2 separate regions of the Mus musculus genome follow, and region 2 is linked to region 1. Evidence: chromatin contacts called from public HiChIP or PLAC-seq data. All regions are on one chromosome and are shown on one strand. The core of a region is the stretch at or near the end of the contact, and the rest is flanking DNA. Distances in the headings are between cores, read along the strand shown. Region 1 has its middle 11 kb from the start of Gm41214. Region 2 holds the start of Tsc22d1 (TSC22 domain family, member 1).

What was found. HiChIP or PLAC-seq counts read pairs in DNA pulled down with a chosen protein or histone mark.
Region 2: an H3K27ac HiChIP or PLAC-seq map of thymic regulatory T cells shows a contact between it and region 1, with 5 times the contacts expected there. The contact joins the promoter of Tsc22d1 here to the enhancer-like site in region 1. A contact is called at or near these places in 7 of 39 promoter capture datasets (3T3-L1-derived adipocytes, the SN4741 cell line, cranial neural crest and 4 more), 3 of 484 Hi-C or Micro-C datasets (CD4 T cells, psoas muscle and regulatory T cells), 20 of 115 datasets of contacts at active chromatin or transcription factors (bone marrow-derived macrophages, craniofacial prominence, effector CD8 T cells and 17 more) and 3 of 9 other capture datasets (adipose tissue, embryonic stem cells and pancreatic islet).

What each region holds. Positions count from the first base shown.
Region 1 is chr14:76,214,104-76,218,668 of GRCm38.p6, forward strand. No RefSeq gene overlaps it. Among named protein-coding and RNA genes, the nearest start is that of Gm41214, 11 kb to the left of the region's middle. Within about 2 kb of position 3,193, at least 64 of the 459 cell types and tissues checked have an H3K27ac peak or open chromatin away from gene starts, as enhancers often do. A contact at or near this core is called in effector CD8 T cells, memory CD8 T cells, regulatory T cells and 2 more, where this site is marked.
Region 2 is chr14:76,413,125-76,417,334 of GRCm38.p6, forward strand. Tsc22d1 (TSC22 domain family, member 1) reads left to right here and starts at 2,697. Exons shown (of 3, transcript NM_207652.3): 1 at 2,697-4,210. The coding sequence starts at 2,959.

The sequences.
Region 1 (4,565 bases), core at 1,943-4,442:
TCCCAGCACTTGGGAGGCAGAGGCAGGCAGATTTCTGAGTTCGAGGCCAGCCTGGTCTACAGAGTGAGTTAAAGGACAGCCAGGGTTACACAGAGAAATCCTGTCTTGAAAAACCAAAAAAAAAAAAAAAAAAAAAGTAAAATGAGATAAAACAAATATCAGCACAGCAGAATAGGACAAAACAACCAAACAGAAGGAAAGAGGCTGGAGAGACAGATGTGGACACAGAGACCTGCTCATGTGCACACACAGGTATGGACACAGAGACCTGCTCATGTGCACACACAGGAAGCCCATAAAAACACAAAACTGGAAGCCATAATATACACACAAAGGACCTGTAGGATTTTTAAAAATTGAGAAGGACAAAAAAACCTTCACATGACATTAAGAGACATTACAAGACAAGGAACCATCAAAGATGCTATTGAGTTGGTTTTCTGTTGGCCACCTACCCTTAAGAGTAGTTTATTTCCCTAGTGAGACTCCCTTGGGTAAAACTGAATTTTCATTTGCCAGCAGTTATCAGCTGGAGCTAGCTTCTGAGTGAGAGATGGGCACACGTGTCTGCTTCTCCTCTCAGCTCTATCTGTACAGATCTGCACAGAGCCCCGTGCATGCTGCCTCAGGCTCTGTGAGTTCATATGTGTATCAGTCCTACAGATTGCTTTAGCACTAACTTATTCATGAAATAAAGTCTCATGCTGTGGAATTTTCCACTTGTAGTGTGGCGTCAACGCTCAAAACAGTGTTTTAGATTTTGGAGCATTTTGGATGATGTTTTAGTCAGAGATGCTCAACTTGCAATTGATGAGAAGCAGACTTTGGCTTCAATGGAAATACCCTCCAACATAAAAACAAGACCCACCTCTCAAGGGACTGAGTCCCAGATATGGTCCCAGATACCCTGGCAATCCACATGAGCCTTGAGGTCTTCCTCTGCCTCACCCTGGTTGTGAGCCAGCAGCCCCTAGTGGGTTTGGTGTCCACTGCTCTTTCTGCTCCAGTGTCACTGGTTTCTCCCTTTTCTTTCTTTCTTTCTTTCTTTCTTTCTTTCTTTCTTTCTTTCTTTCTTTCTTCCTTCCTTCCTTCCTTCCTTCCTTCCTTCCTTCCTTCCTTCCTTTCTTTCTTCCTTCCTTCCTTCCTCTCTCTCTCTCTCTCTCTCTCTCTTTCTTTCTTTCTTTCTTTCTTTCTCTCTCTCTTTCCTTCCTTCCTTCCTCTCTCTCTCTTTCTTTCTTTCTTTCTCTCTTTCTCTCTCTCTTTCTTTCTTTCTTTCCTTCCTTCCTTTCTCTCTCTCTCTTCTATTTGTATTTTATGTTTTTATTTCCTCTTGTTTGACTTTTTTTTAATAGAGTACTTATATTTCTTTAGAAGTCAAGTATTTAATTCAGCAGATAATGGATACATGGTGTGGGGAGGGAGGGGAACTAGAGTGGGTGACTCCAAGTTTTCTACTTAAGGAAAAAAGTCTTTCCTAGGCTTGGTCTACAGAGCAAGCACCTCAATGGTTTGGTGGTTGAAATAGTTGACTTTAATACTAAAAGGGAAACTTAAAACAAGCAGGGACAAGCGATTGTTATGTGTGATACCTGGTGCTCCTTGCATGTGTTTGAGGGTAAATAATACCAACAGTACATCTTGTGTGGTCACAGCACCCTGGATTCATCTAGGTGGAGAATAACCACTTCTTGACTTTGTACAGATGACCCTCAGCATTCCATTCACATGTAAATCCTAGGTGCTAAAGTCCCTTATAGAAAAGGGTGTCATATTTGCACACACACAAGACAATGCTCGTTTGTGGGGTTTGGAAGGAGAGAGAATCTTATTATTTATAATGTGCTTTGGCATTGATTTGGTCGAGTAGAAAAGCTGTTCAGGTGAAAAGGGGTGTTTCTGAGAGAGAAGTGGGCTGGACAGAATGTGGTGTGGGGTGCTCTGGCTGCACTGGATGTGTAGGGGAGCTCTGGGCATCGGGCTTAGGAAGCACTCGTGGGAAAGGTTGTCTAGGACCGTGGTGGTCTGATGTCGGTGGCTTTGACCTGCTGGTCTGAATAGGTTGTCTTCAGTCTATCCAGCCTCAGGGAGCTGGAGGCTTGTGAGCAGGGACAGAGTGTACAAGCGGCGTTAAGAATAATTTACCTGCCTGCCCTGTGCTAAATGCCCCTGGGGAGAGAAAACTGGAGACAGGGAGACATGTTTTGGAGATGACCAACAATTCTGGAAGTACACTGGAGGGTAGATGGGGTGCTTCTATTTAGGTGGGAATCCCTAAAACAGAAAATAAACCATTTCCTGAGCTCCTTATACAACTGAATGTCCACTCAGTTCACACTCAAGTTTCCTAGAAATGAACGTTGCAGATTAACTTCCTTTCTGTTAAACAAAAAGATTATGTTAACCCCGTTGCACCTATAATATAACTCGGGCATTTCCCCGGAGTGTGGGATGCAATTACCATAAATACCTTGCAAGGGGACCTGGCCAGTCAGCTTCTCACAGGTCACCACAGAGCTACCGAGTCAGAGGCACAGGAAATCAACATTTTGAGAAGTGAAAACTAATTTCCAGAGGGGTCATAGACAGCAAGGGCTTTTAGGAGTCAGCCAGTCTGATCTGTCAATACTTCATGGAGCAACTGGACTCAAGTTTAAAGCCAAAAACAGTCAGCGGAGGAGCAGGGACCTGAATCTGAGCATCGGGGTTTTCAGTACTCCTCCACCTTGCCACAGCGAATGGGAGAGCTAGTTAACACAAGGAGAAAGGTAACATTCAATGAGAGGAGCCGGGAACTGGTGAGAGAACAGTTGAGCTTATATTTAGACTGAGGTCTGTTCCCTCTGTCATTAACTGATCCTAAAGGGTGTGGGGACAGCTGCCCATCACTGGGACATAACCTAGGAACACTTAATCCTTGTGAAGGAGGGGCTGCGGAGAAGAACCAGCCTCACCACTTCCACAGTGTGGTTTTCAGTGCCATAACCCCTTCGTTTGCAAGCTTTCAAGGGACAGAAAAGAGTTAGAAGGTTTTAGAGAGAAAGATCAATACAAGAAAAACTTGGAGGAAGAACTCGAAAAGGTCAAGCTGGGGGCTGGGCACAGGTGCAAAAACTTGGACTGTTATAAAGGCTGGGTATAGACGTCATAGAGGAACAACGAAGCTGAGACGCTGCCCTGTGCGCAAGCGCATTGAGCAAGTAAGCGGTAATGGGAAATGCCCAGCACAGGATGGGGTTGGGGTTGGGGTTGGGGTTGGGGCTGGGCGCTCCTGGAGCTCAGCAGGAGTTTCGGTGAACTGTGGTTTTCATTGTCACGTCCTGCTCTGTTATGTCAGAGCTGTGGAAAAGCTCCTGTTTCAGGAACTATTTCCTGTTTGGGGTCCTTTCATGGGAAAATAAGAAAATGCAGCCTTGTCTTCTCTGGTAGAGCTGTGGAACAGCTTAGCTTTGTTAAGGAGACCTTGTGCCTTGCAATGAAGTGGAATGTGCCTTGTCATCATTTCATTCTTTGAAATCATGTTAGTGTCTGTGTATGGGTTCAAGGGTGGGGGGATGGTACCCATGGAGATCAAAAGAAGGCATCAACTTCTCTATAGACCTGAAGTCGCAGGCAGTTGTCAATGCCTGTCCTGGCAACAGAACTCGGGTCCTCTGCAATAGCTGTACACACTCTTAACTCCAGTGGCCCAGTCAGCGTATTGTACATGTGCCTTGGTAAAGGGAACCAACAATTGCCATTAATTAGGACTACTATATTGGTCCTATAAAAATAACCCATGGTTCCAGGATAAAAGCTTCACAAACTGGCACCTTCCCAGCCTGCTGCGATGCATCCCGAATGGAAAGCAAGAATGAAAGCAGGAACAGCCTTGGCTATGATCAGATGCTGGACCGCACATGGCTGCTAACCTTGAATTCGGTGGCTTCAGAGCAAGCTAGAAAAGCAGGTCCAACCTGTCACACTGGGAGGAGAGTGTGTGCTCTCTTGTTCTCTTAGCATGTCTGGAGATTGCGTTGGGTTAATGTTTGACTTCTGTTCTTTACTATCTTAGACCTCAATTTCCCCACATACATAAGGGAGGGCAAAAAAGGCAACACTTTCTCAGAAACACAAGTAGTATAGACTCTTCCTCTTGGAAGGGAAGGCAAAATGGTGAAAAATTCAAGGTCGGCAACATGTGGCCCCATAGACACAATTTGAGCCACTAGTACAGGTCATACAGATGTTAATTTATCTAAGAGCCACATAAAACCTAAGGTGAAATTAATTTTAATGCCATGTTTCATCCTATATAATATAGCTCAGATATTTTAACAAATAATAGCTTTTTAAGTAAAAATATTTTATTATATTGTATGTGTGTTAATATGTATGATGTGTGTGTGAATGTGTGTGTTCATGGGCTATAGTGTATGTGGGGTCAGAGGACAACTTTAAGGTGCTGGCTTTCTCCTTCTACTGTGACTTTCAGTATTAAACTCAAGCTACCCGGCTTTCAAGACAAATACCTTTACCTGCTGATCTATCTCACTAGCCCATAATTAATATTTTAAAAAATCAGTGCT
Region 2 (4,210 bases), core at 1,447-3,946, 200 kb after region 1:
GCAGAGAATTCTATATTAGGAAGTGGACAGGCTGGTGAAGGCTTGTAATTACAACGCTCCAGAACCTAAAGGCGGGGTACAGTGAGTTGAAGGTTACTCTTCCATCTCTATTGAGACCCTCAACTCATTTAAAAAAATCAAAATAATGTGAATTTCACCTGTTTTGTAGGGGACATGTATGAGGTGGCACGTGTGAGAGTTTGGTACAGACCAGATAAAGGATGCCAAGATGTCAACAGTATATAGGTGACATTCAAACTCTTAATGTACAGAATGAGGGGTGTTAAACTGCTGGTAACAGTTTTTGGTTTTCTGTTTGTTGGGTGTTATCCTTCAGAAACGAAATTGGTGATTTCCCGAGTCAGAGGTCTCTCTTCTGATCAATTTGTATCCCTGAAACCTAAACTAGAACAGAAACAAACCGCTCTCAAACAACCCTTTTCACCTCAGCTTAAAAAATTTCCTGGGTGAGATTTACATTCTTGGTTAGAAGCAAAGCCCTGCTTTGAGAGGTTTTGACATGTAATACTTCGGAGGCAGCTAACAGAAAATTGTCTCCAAGCAAACCTACCTAAATCCATGAAATCTAGTTTTAGTTAAAAAGAAAAAAGGGGGGGGGCACTTTACCAGTCTTTTTGCTTTTCTAGCCCTAAAAGGCATTCTTTACAAATTTCCTTTAAATTCCACTAAAACCAAGCCCTAACCTTTTACCTCTCTAAGGGCCACAGCAAGGACACAAAGACAATAAATGGCTGGAGGGAAGCTCCACCTGTTGGTTGGTTAGCTGGCAGGGCCGGCTAGCTTCTTCCCACCCGATAAGGAAGGACAGCAAGGATCACTCCCTTTTGTAAGAGCCTTCCCTTGGAGGGGCTTGGGAGATTCCCTGCAAACATCCGTGCCACATGCTAGCAGTCTCGACCCTGCCCGTCGAAGGGCGAGGGACCGCGTGGCAACTACCACCGCTCTGCACAAAAGGTACCACTGCTGTGGGGGAAGACACCCGATTCTATCGGGGCATCCCCGGAAGGGGCGAGGGCGGTGCGGGTCGAGGGGGAGGCCAGGTTGCTGCTTGGAGAAGGAGGAGGAGGAGGGTTCCGCCACGCGCCGAGGAAGAAAGCCTGACTCATGTCGTGGCAGCAGCGGAGGGCTCCTGGGAGCTGCAACTCGTGATGCTGCTGTTGCTGAGGAGAAAAGCCTCATTACCCGTTCCGCAGGCCGGGGCGGGGGAGCCACCGCCCCAGGGCGCGCACACCCGAGACCTAGCGCTCCGCACCCGCCTCGCCGCCGGGGTCCGCGTGGGAGACAGCAGCGGACACGCCTAACCTGCGCGCACGCGCGCGGCGTGGTTCCCCCCCCCCCTCCCAGCCCCACCCCAGCCTCTCCACGCGACCCGGATTCGCTCGCTCGCGCGCCCGAGTGCCCCACCCCCCACCGCCCTCCGGCGTCGGCGACTCCGCCGGCCTTCGGTAATTTCCGTGGGAGACGGAGCCGAGAGCTCGGCGCGGACCGAAGACAGGCCACCTCCCCTGGTCAGACCCGGCTTTATGTCTGCAGCGCCGGCGCGCACGCGCAGACGCCATCTTCCCTCCTCTCCTCCACGACCCCTCCCCCCTGCCACCTCCTCCTCCTCCTTCTCCTCGGTCAGAGCTCGACCCTCCTCCTCTCGCGCTGGGGCGCTGGTCCCTCCTCTCTTGATGCCGCGAGAGACCAGGGGATACGGAGCAGCCCGAGAAGAGCACTAGTAACAACCATCACAGCCCCCTCCTCGCCCGACGCCCTCCCACTCCCCCGCCCCGCGCCGCCACCGACCAACCCCACCTCTCATTTCTTTGAACGGCGTCGGCTGCAGCCGCTGCACCAGCCCCGTCTGGCCGCCACCGCCGCGAAAAGGAGCCACCGCCGCCCGCGGCCCCCTCCCTCCCTCTCTCCCTCCCTCCCGGTCGCGGGAGCAGCTCGGTGCCGAACCAGCCGGCGGGCCGAGAAGAGGACGCGAGCTCGCCCCTCCGCTCCCGCGCACGTCCCGCCGCCCGCCGGAGCAGCCCGGGCGCCGGCGCCCTTCCTCTCCGAGGACGTGTGGCGAGCCGAGCGCCTGCCCCGAGGGAGGAAAATGCTCGGGCTCCATGGCTGCCAGTGATGGAGCGGTCCCTGGGCTCCCGCTGCTGCTGCCGCCACCGCCGCCGCCGCCGCGCCCCGGCCGCGCTCCGCGAGGATCCGGCGTCTCTGCGCGCCCGCCCGCGCCTCGTTGCTGGGCTCACCGTACCGGGCGCCCCGCCACCGCCCCGCTCGCAGCCGCGCCGCCCGGGCCCCAGCCGCGGCCAGCCTTTCCTCCCGGAGCAGCCGTCGCGAGCCCAGGGGGTTTGAGAGGGGCCGCGGGCCGTGGGGGGAGGCCCGAGCGGGGCCGGCCGCGCCGGCAGGGGAGGTTGGAGCGACGCTGAGCTCAGGGCTCGCCGGCGGCCGCGGCGCCGGGGGTGGCGAGGGCCGGGGCGACCGCTCGCTCCGCGCTGCCTCGGTGCAGGACGAGCGGAGGGGCTTTTGCAGCGGCCGTCGCCGCGGGAGGAGGGGGTTGAGCTGGCTCCGGAGTTGGCCAAAGAAGGTGGGCATTTCTCGCTTCTCCTCGCCTCCCCCGCCCCCTCCTGGGCTCCCCTCCCTCCCGCCCCGCACCCCACGTGAAGCGGAATATAAAGGGGGGTGTGTGACTGGAGGGGGAAGTGAATGGCGAAGGACTGAAGGGGTCCCCCTTCGGTTCCCCAGCCACCTGGTTCACCCGGTTCATCCTCCCTTCCCGAAGTTAGCCCTCGAAGGCACGAGCAGCCGGCGCCTTCGGCAGAGGAGGAGGAGGAGGAGGGATCGCGTCGGGCGGAGCTTCAGGTCCTGTTCGTCTCTCCGGCTTCTCCATACAAAGATTACGGTGCAGAAGGAAATTGCACTTGCCTCCTCCGCCCCCCGGTACCCAGCACAATGCACCAGCCGCCGGAGTCCACCGCCGCGGCGGCCGCTGCTGCAGACATTAGTGCTAGGAAGATGGCGCACCCGGCAATGTTCCCTCGAAGGGGCAGCGGTGGTGGCAGCGCCTCTGCTCTCAATGCAGCAGGTACGGGCGTCAGTGGTGCTGCTCCATCTTCTGAAGATTTTCCTCCTCCTTCGCTGCTCCAGCCGCCGCCTCCTGCTGCATCTTCCACGCAGGGACCCCAGCCTCCGCCTCCACAAAGCCTGAACCTCCTCTCGCAGGCTCAGCTGCAGGGACAGCCTCTTGCGCCAGGCGGAACTCAGATGAAAAAGAAAAGTGGCTTCCAGATAACTAGCGTTACTCCGGCTCAGATCTCTGCCAGCATCAGCTCCAACAACAGCATCGCGGAGGACACCGAGAGCTACGACGATCTGGATGAGTCGCACACGGAAGATCTCTCCTCTTCCGAGATCCTCGACGTCTCCCTTTCCAGGGCCACTGACTTAGGTGAGCCTGAACGAAGCTCCTCAGAGGAGACTCTGAATAACTTCCAGGAAGCTGAGACACCTGGGGCAGTCTCTCCTAACCAGCCCCACCTTCCTCAGCCTCATTTGCCTCACCTTCCACAACAGAACGTTGTGATCAATGGGAATGCCCATCCCCACCACCTCCATCATCACCATCACCCTCATCATGGGCACCACCTTCACCATGGGCACCATCATTCATCACATGCTGCTGTGGCCGGTCCATCCATTCCCGGAGGGCCACCCTCGAGCCCAGTGTCCAGGAAACTCTCTACAACTGGAAGTTCTGATGGTGGTGTGCCAGTCGCACCTCCTCCTGCAGTACCATCGAGTGGCTTACCAGCATCAGTGATGACGAACATCCGTACTCCAAGTACTACAGGAAGCCTAGGTATAAATTCGGTTACTGGCACGAGCGCTACGAATAATGTTAACATTGCTGCTGTGGGTAGTTTCAGTCCCAGTGTGACGAACAGCGTGCATGGTAATGCTAATATAAATACAAGCAATATCCCTAATGCTGCTAGCATAAGTGGTGGGCCTGGAGTTACCAGTGTTGTTAATTCGAGTATCTTGAGTGGCATGGGCAATGGTACCGTTTCTTCCTCTCCTGTTGCTAACAGTGTCCTTAATGCAGCTGCAGGTATCACTGTGGGAGTGGTTTCCAGTCAGCAGCAGCAGCAGCAGCAGCAGCAACCAACAGTTAACACATCGAGGTTCAGGGTTGTGAAGTTAG